Linked DNA regions of Mus musculus: region 1 is linked to region 2. Evidence: chromatin contacts called from public Hi-C data. All regions are on one chromosome and are shown on one strand. Each heading gives the region's core, a stretch centred on a gene start, on an enhancer-like site or on the middle of the called end of the contact. The rest is flanking DNA. Distances are from core to core; before and after follow the strand shown.

Evidence for each region. Hi-C and Micro-C count contacts between places; a contact is called where the count stands out from the background.
Region 1: a contact with region 2 is called in a Hi-C map of cerebral cortex, with 2.3 times the contacts expected there. The contact joins two enhancer-like sites. A contact is called at or near these places in 6 of 39 promoter capture datasets (the C10 cell line, embryonic stem cells, hippocampal neurons and 2 more), 10 of 15 datasets of contacts at CTCF or cohesin (CD8 T cells, the G1E-ER4 cell line, the NIH/3T3 cell line and 4 more), 200 of 484 Hi-C or Micro-C datasets (2-cell embryo, the AML12 cell line, the AtT-20 cell line and 107 more), 14 of 115 datasets of contacts at active chromatin or transcription factors (the HPC-7 cell line, astrocytes, bone marrow-derived dendritic cells and 5 more) and 3 of 9 other capture datasets (adipose tissue, embryonic stem cells and pancreatic islet).

What each region holds. Positions count from the first base shown.
Region 1 is chr17:47,037,514-47,041,454 of GRCm38.p6, forward strand. No RefSeq gene overlaps it. Among named protein-coding and RNA genes, the nearest start is that of Ubr2, 29 kb to the left of the region's middle. Within about 2 kb of position 2,093, at least 58 of the 459 cell types and tissues checked have an H3K27ac peak or open chromatin away from gene starts, as enhancers often do. A contact at or near this core is called in cerebral cortex and forebrain, where this site is marked.
Region 2 is chr17:46,986,039-46,989,418 of GRCm38.p6, forward strand. It overlaps Ubr2 (ubiquitin protein ligase E3 component n-recognin 2), which reads right to left. Exons shown (of 47, transcript NM_146078.3): 5 at 2,615-2,745; 6 at 607-745; 7 at 1-13. Among named protein-coding and RNA genes, the nearest start is that of Ubr2, 23 kb to the right of the region's middle. Within about 2 kb of position 1,788, at least 17 of the 459 cell types and tissues checked have an H3K27ac peak or open chromatin away from gene starts, as enhancers often do. A contact at or near this core is called in cerebral cortex and forebrain, where this site is marked.

The sequences.
Region 1 (3,941 bases), core at 843-3,342, 52 kb after region 2:
ACATATCTCCAGCCCCCATAAATCTATCCTTAAGTTATTGTAGCTACAAATTGGACAGCAGTAAAATACAATCTACCTATTAGCCACCAGTGAAACCATAATTCGCAGAGACAGGAATAGGGGATTCTGTCAGACCAGTGCCATTGAGTGAATGTGGAGGACTAGCAGGGTTGGCTGAGCAAGTGTGTTTGTGAATAGAAACTTCTGGTTTCTTTGGAAAGTAAGTTATGTCAAATGATATTTTGCTGGGCACACAGGTGAAAGGATATTTTGTTAAAGTAGGCATGTGAAGGAATGTTTTTCTGAAGCAGACAAGGGCGTAAGGATGTTTTGCTATAGCAAACACAAGAAAAGACACATGATGTTCAGAAGGAATATAAATATGACCCCCAGACATTGGGAGCTCAAGCATTGGTTCGCTTTGCTCTGCCTTGCTGCTCTTCACTGACGACCTGCATGGATTGGTTTGCCTTACATTGCATTGCCAAGCTTTGCTTGTGGCGATTCCATAGAGAGAACCTCACCAAAGAACTTATGGTGAGGTTCCTGCGGATTTTGCAGCTTCTGCAGACTCGGACTGCTTGGTGAGCTGCAAGGTTTCTTCTGAATTGAATTGCCCTTGCTGATTCCTGTGTGGTGTCTGCCGAGCGGACTGGACGGCAGCTGCTGGTTCATGTTTGGTGTTTGCTAGTGGACTGGACTGAGAGCAACAAAGACTGGGGTCGCTCCAAAGAACTATTTCTAAACAGGTACACTTCCCCCATATCCTAATAACCTTTCTTTCCCACTACCTCTGATGGGTGGTGGACTAGTGGGGAGGTTGGACCCTTACTAAAGTAGGTTGAAAAAAATATGCCAAAATGTTTGTATATGCCTGATGATTTGAGTTTATTCCTATATTCCTCAAGGTAGCTGGAGAGGTCTGAGAACTTCCCTTTGACCTGTGCACACTCCCTGTGACCTGTGTGTACCCACATTCACACATTCTTGAACATGCAGTAAACAAATATTTAAAAAGAAAGCAGCGTGTGGGAACCAGCAGGGATGTAGGTCAGTTGATAACAAGCCTGCCTAGCCAACATAGGGTCCTGGATCCATCCCTGGCATCTTAAGTGTGGGATGATGTTGAAAGAAGCACTTTGGACTCATCCCGAGATAGGGTTCTCCCTCCCCTTACTCTGTGCATGTCCACCTGTCTATCATCCTGCAGAACAAGTACAGCTTTGTACCATGACATTCCTAACCCAGACTTCAGGATTCTTCACCATTCATATCGATTCTGTCAGTGGACCAAACATCGACCCTGCCCAGGGACTTGAACACAAGCAGAAGGTCCTGCATTCCCTGTAGAGTACGAGTTCAAGTCACTAGGTCCTCTGCCTTTGATTCTGCTCATTGCAAGGACACCCTCACCCTCCTCTCAAGTGGCCCTTCAGGCAGAGACAACTAACTACTCTCTAGGACTGTGTTTGAAATGACCTTGGAGCCTTCTTCAGATCCGTTTCCTCCGCGATACTGCTGGGAGCCTGCAGGGGGCGCTCCTGTCCAGGGCTGGCATCCTCTCAGGCTCGCCTTTCTCGGTGGGGCTGGGCTTTCTTATGCCTGCAGTCTCTCTTTAACAATGGAGCTTGCGTTTGTTTAAAATTGTGACTGGTGGCACAGCTGGGAGCCCAGAAGTACTCTGTGTCGCTTTGTTATTTTAGGTTTCATAAGCAGCTAGAAAGTGAAATTCAAAATGACATCTTCAAGCGGAAATCAAGTCCTTCTCCTCCCGAGCTATGTATATTGGGATGCCCTTCTAGCAACCAGCCATGGTGCCACGCCAGCAGCCAGAATGCCAGTTAAGATCCATGCCTACTTTTTAGTAGTAGGGACTTGAGAACAAGAAGCTCTGCGTGGCACAGGGTGAATTCTTCGGAGGACCAGTCTGAGACAAACTGAAATTTGATCTCGCCTGAAATTTCTTCCAGTTGACAGAGCTTCTTTTTCATTCAATAAAATGAAACACAAAATAAAGCAAAGACAGAGGTTCAGGCATAGCCGTTGAATTACCCCTAGTTAATATGTCACCACAGCTTAGAGTAACTTGAATGTCTGAATCAGTCTTATCAGATGGTGGCAGAATTCCTGGAGAATTGGTATTTCATTGTGGAGGAACCAAGGAATTGCCGGCCCTGCCAACAGAAGACAAACTAAGACTGGGCTGTCTGACTTAGCAAATACAAATATGTACACTCAGTTAACTGTGAATTTCAGACACCGAACTCAAACATTTCATTTCATTTTACTTGCTTGAGACAGGGTCTCACTGAAATTCCCTATGTAGACCAGGCTAGCCTGGAATGTGCAGAGATCCACCTGCCCCTGTCTTCCAAGCCCTGGGATGAAAAGTGTGCACCACTATTCCTAATCTTCCTTAATTTTTAAATTCTCAGTAAACACTAAGAGCAAATCTGGTCTCCTGTTGAAATTCAAATGTGCAGGGTGTGATGCCTGGAATGTTCTGGAATCAGGCAGAACTTTCTGAGTTTGAGGCCAGCCTAGTTTGCACAGTGAGTTCCAGTCAGCCAGAATAGCCAGTGAGACTCTGTCTTAGCCCAGGGGGTGGGGCTGGGGGAGAGAAAGAAGTTAAGATATAAATAAAAGTCCTATATTTCATTTGGTATACAAAGTGGAAGAGAAAAGTTTTTTTTGTTTGTTTTTTGTTTTTTTTTTTTTAAATTTAGCCCAGTGGGTTCTCAACCTGTGGGTCATGACCCATTTTGGGGGAACAAACAGCCCTTTCAAGGGTTCACAGATCAGCTGTCCTGCAAATCAGATATCTTGCATGTCAGATGTTTACATCACAACTCATGACTTTAGCAGGATTACAGTCATGAAGTAGCAAGAAAAATGATGTTATGGTTGGGATTGCCACAACGTGTGGCACTGTATTAAAGGGTCACAGCATTAGGAAGGGTGAGAGCCACTGCCTAAGAGCTTCAGCATCATTTGGCAGACATAGCCACCGTGAAGGGTTTGGGGTGTGTTATCCCATCCACCATCCGTGAACATACATAAGTATTTGTGTATTCTAAACCTGGTTTCCCTATTGGCTAGCTAACTGACTTTGGGAGAGTAACCTAACTTCTCTGGATTTTAAGTTTTCTTTCTTTCATGGTTATTTATTTTTATTTTGTATGTATGAGTGTTCGCTTCATGTGTGCATATGTGCTCTGTGTGTGCCTAGTGTCCTAACAAGTCCTCGGAGCCCAGAAGAAGGCAGCAGGTCCCCTGGAACTAGAGGTGGTCACAACCTGTGACCTGTCATGTAGGAGCTGGGAACCTATCCCAGGTCTTCTGTGAGAGCTCATAACTGCTGCTGAGCCCTCTCTCCAGTCTCCATTTGTAATGTTAATTGTCAAACTCACGACAAGCCTAATTTGTAAATTACACATTATTATCAGTCTGAGTAGACAGAAAAAAGTGTAATAACACGTGGTACTATCTAGGACATCAGGCATCCCTCAGGGTCTCCTGCAGACAAGGTGGGAGTAATACAATACAATTCACCTTCACTGTTGTGGGCAAGGCACTTGAAACCCATCTCTTGCCTGACAGACAAAATGTCTGAGCAACCTTGAGCTGTGACACCCGCCTTCACTGCTTCTGGACTTGGAAAGGGTCCGGTAGCCATCAGCGTGCCTGGTTCTCGGGTCTTCAGCATGTATCTGAAGATCTTTCAGCTTCCAAAACTGCACAAGTCAAGGCCCTGGTGATAATTCTACACTCTAGCCTACCCACCCACCCAGGGTTAGCAAGATGGCTCAGCTGGTAAGGGTGCTTGTTCAATTCCCGAGACCAAAATCTGCACGCATGAGAACACACACGCACACATACAAGGGGGTAACTAGATCATATTCTTCCTTTTTTGTTACAGGATATTTGAATCTGTTTCTAGT
Region 2 (3,380 bases), core at 538-3,037:
CAGACCTACGGCCCTGGAAAGACATTAAAAACTAGCTGTAAGAGCATTGTACTTAGTGTGACTGGCTTGCAGACCAGGAAACATGCTTGACCACAGAGCAGACTGAGTCAGTCCCTAATATTTTAACATCCGTCCTAGTCACTAATGAGAAACTAAAATTGCGCTTTAATGCTCTCTTTAATGCTTAAACTACCAGTGTGTGTGTATGTGTGTGTGTTTTACTCTCACGACAGGTCATTTATTCTCGATTTCTGTAATGGCCATTCTCATAGCCCAGCATTTTAAATCACTGAACAGAATTAGGACAATTGCATATTCTTTTTAATGTTCTACCTGGTAACTTCTTAGTTCTAGCAATAAATACTTGGGCCAATATTCAAATGAAATAAAAAAAAATTAGCCTAGATACTTTTAACTACTTTTTCTAGGCCAGCTTATCTGTACGAAGTTCAATTTCTTCAATCCCAGACTTTGGGAGGTAGAAACATGCAAATCTCTGTAAGTTCAAGGCCAGTATGGTCAGCACAGCAAGTTCTGGCCAGCCCGGACTATGCAGTGAGACCCCCATATCAAAAAATGTTGTATTTCTTAAGACATATGACTTACATCTCGATCAACTGTAGTTGCAAAGCCAATGGCTTCCTTCTGTGTACAGTTCACAGCTTTCTGAAGGGTATAAATGACTTGCTCATAGGTGTGAACCTCATCATTAAACAGCATGCAGTAGTAGGTGTCACTCTTCTCTCTGGGGAGAAAACATCAATGCCATCAATGCTGTGGAAAGAGTGGGCGTGTCATCTGGGCAGGCAGCTGTGGGCAGAGAGTAGCTCACAGAGGAGGAGCTGGAGGGAGAGAGACCAGCTTAAGTGCGGGCCAGAGGGCTCGGCTGATGCAGGCTGTTAGCTAGACGGTAACGGACGGCAAATATTACCAAAGAAGCCCATCAGAGTGCTCTGTATTGGTAGCCCTGGGCAATTAAATGAAAATAAAGTCAAACCAAACCAAACCAAACCAAACCAAAGGCCGGGCCGTGATGGCACATGCCTTTAATCCCAGCACTTAGGAAGCAGAGACAGGCAGATCTGTGAGTTCAAGGCTAGTATGGTCTATAGAGGGAGTTCTGGGACAGCTAGGGCTACAAAGAGAGCCCCTCCCCCCCCAAACACACACACACACAGGAAAGGGAGGGAAAGATCGAGGGATGAAGGGAGAGAGGGAGGGAGGGAAGAAGGAAGGGAGGGAGGGAGGGAGGGATGAAGGGAAAGAGGGAGAGAGGGAGAGAGGGACAAAAGGGAGAAAGCCATCTGTTTCTCAGGCGTTCAACTCGGATCTCTGAGCTGAACAGACAGATTCAATTTCATGAATACAATAAGTGTCAACACTTCCAAAATAGTGCACAACAACTTGTCCTATTAAACACATTTTACCCTGCTGGCTGGTGGTGGCACGCGCCTCAGATCCCAGGATTCAGGAGGCAGAGGCAGGTGGGCCAGGCTGGTCTATAGCGTGAGTTCTAGGATAGTCAGACTTACACAGAGAAAGTCTGTTACAAACAAAAACAAACAGCAAAAAAGAAAGAAAAAAAGCCATTCAACACTTTACCCACAATCCCAATTATCTAGAACACACTGAAAAAACAGAGCAGTCAACCTCTGGTGACTGACATCTAATAAATCTAGTGACCTCCTAGTGTCCAATATCCATCCTCTCCAGCCCACAATCACCCTCAGCTATGAACTGAACAAGCAGGGGGTGGCTTTTCAGAAAAGAAAAGGCTGTGTGAGGCGAGCATGTAGCCAGGGCAAGCAGCCAGTCCTTTAACACAGCTGTGGCTGAATTCAACTGTCTGATCACAAGATTATGACCTCAATCGTCTAAATAAAAATGGCGGATGTACAGGAAAATAGCACAGTGTTGAATAAAATTTAAAATTAGAAGCAAAATGTCTAAACTTGCATTTAAGCCTTTCATAAACCCCCTAAGTTCACTAACATAGAAAAGAGTTCATGCCCTAACCCCTTCCAGTTTTATTACTGGGCACTGTGGAGCACCTTTAGCCCCAGCACTTGGGAGGTGGAGGCGAGCGCACCTCTCCAGTCTGAGCCAGCCCGGTTACAAAGGATGCAGGTGAGGGTGCATGTGAATTCTTCCTAGGGACCAAATCCAAGCTGTCAGGTTTGCTGGCAAGGACTTTACCTGCTGAGCCATCTTGCTAGTCCTACATAGTTTAACACTGCTACAAACCAATCAACTTAGGAAAACCTTCACCAATTAATCATACAAACCGCAAAACTGTAATACCAAACTTAAGATTCTGCTAAAAATCTAACCAATTTTTTTTTTTAAAGTCCTAGGACAGTAAGGAGGTAAGCACAGTTGCCATCGTCTGACAACCCAAGTTCAATCCCCAGGACCTACTTGTAGCTAGAACTGCCTCCTGTAGGCTTCCCTCTGACCTCCTCATATGCCAGTGTCAATTCTCCCTCCTTCCCATATGCAAAGAAATGAATGAAAAAATGTAATAAATTTAAAATGAAAGACCACGTCTTTTCCTTGCTGTGTGAAAGATGTTAAAGTTTAGCAGCCCCACATCTAAGGAATGGGCAGTACTTACGCCACTTCTAAGTCTTCAGGCAATTCACTTTCTTTTTCCCAGGTCAGTATATCTACTGCATATCGAAACATAATAGCAAAAATGTTGTAAGTTCTGGCGATCACATCTTCTGATAGATGCACAAGAGGATCCTGAGGGAGAGCAGAAGGCACAACCTATTAGTGCACACTGCCCTCTTCTGCCTTCCGGCTTCAACTCCCAAACACAAGAAGGCTGACAGGGTTGTTTCTTAATGAACTTAATCCTGTATGTGTAACAATAGACAAAATTAAACTTCCTAAAATGTTTTCTTTCAGTGATCTCAATTTTAAATCAGCTGAGTCATTCTACCCAGACACTCAAACGCCCAGTAAGTATAACTAAACATTCTGGAGCGGCACCCAGGAGTCTCTAACTACTAACATCAAACCACCTTTCGAGCTTGGCGTGGGAAGCTCAGAGTGGCAGAATTGAGAAAAGGTCTGCAGTTGAGCCTAAGCATCCGAGTTCAATCCCTGAGGCCTACACGATGGACAAAGAGAACCAACTCCTGCAAGGCGCTCTGACTTTCACACATGACCGCCTGGTATGCATGTGTGCAGATGCACATACACACACGCAAACAAAAAACAAAACATAACATAACCCTATAAAAGAAGGAAAGGCGATCAGCTATCAAATTTACACTGGAGAACATAAATCAGAATAAACAGATTAAGTATATATGCTAACTGGGGAAAAGTCTAAGATATACAGTCCGAACTTTTCTTTTCTTTTTTCTTTTTTT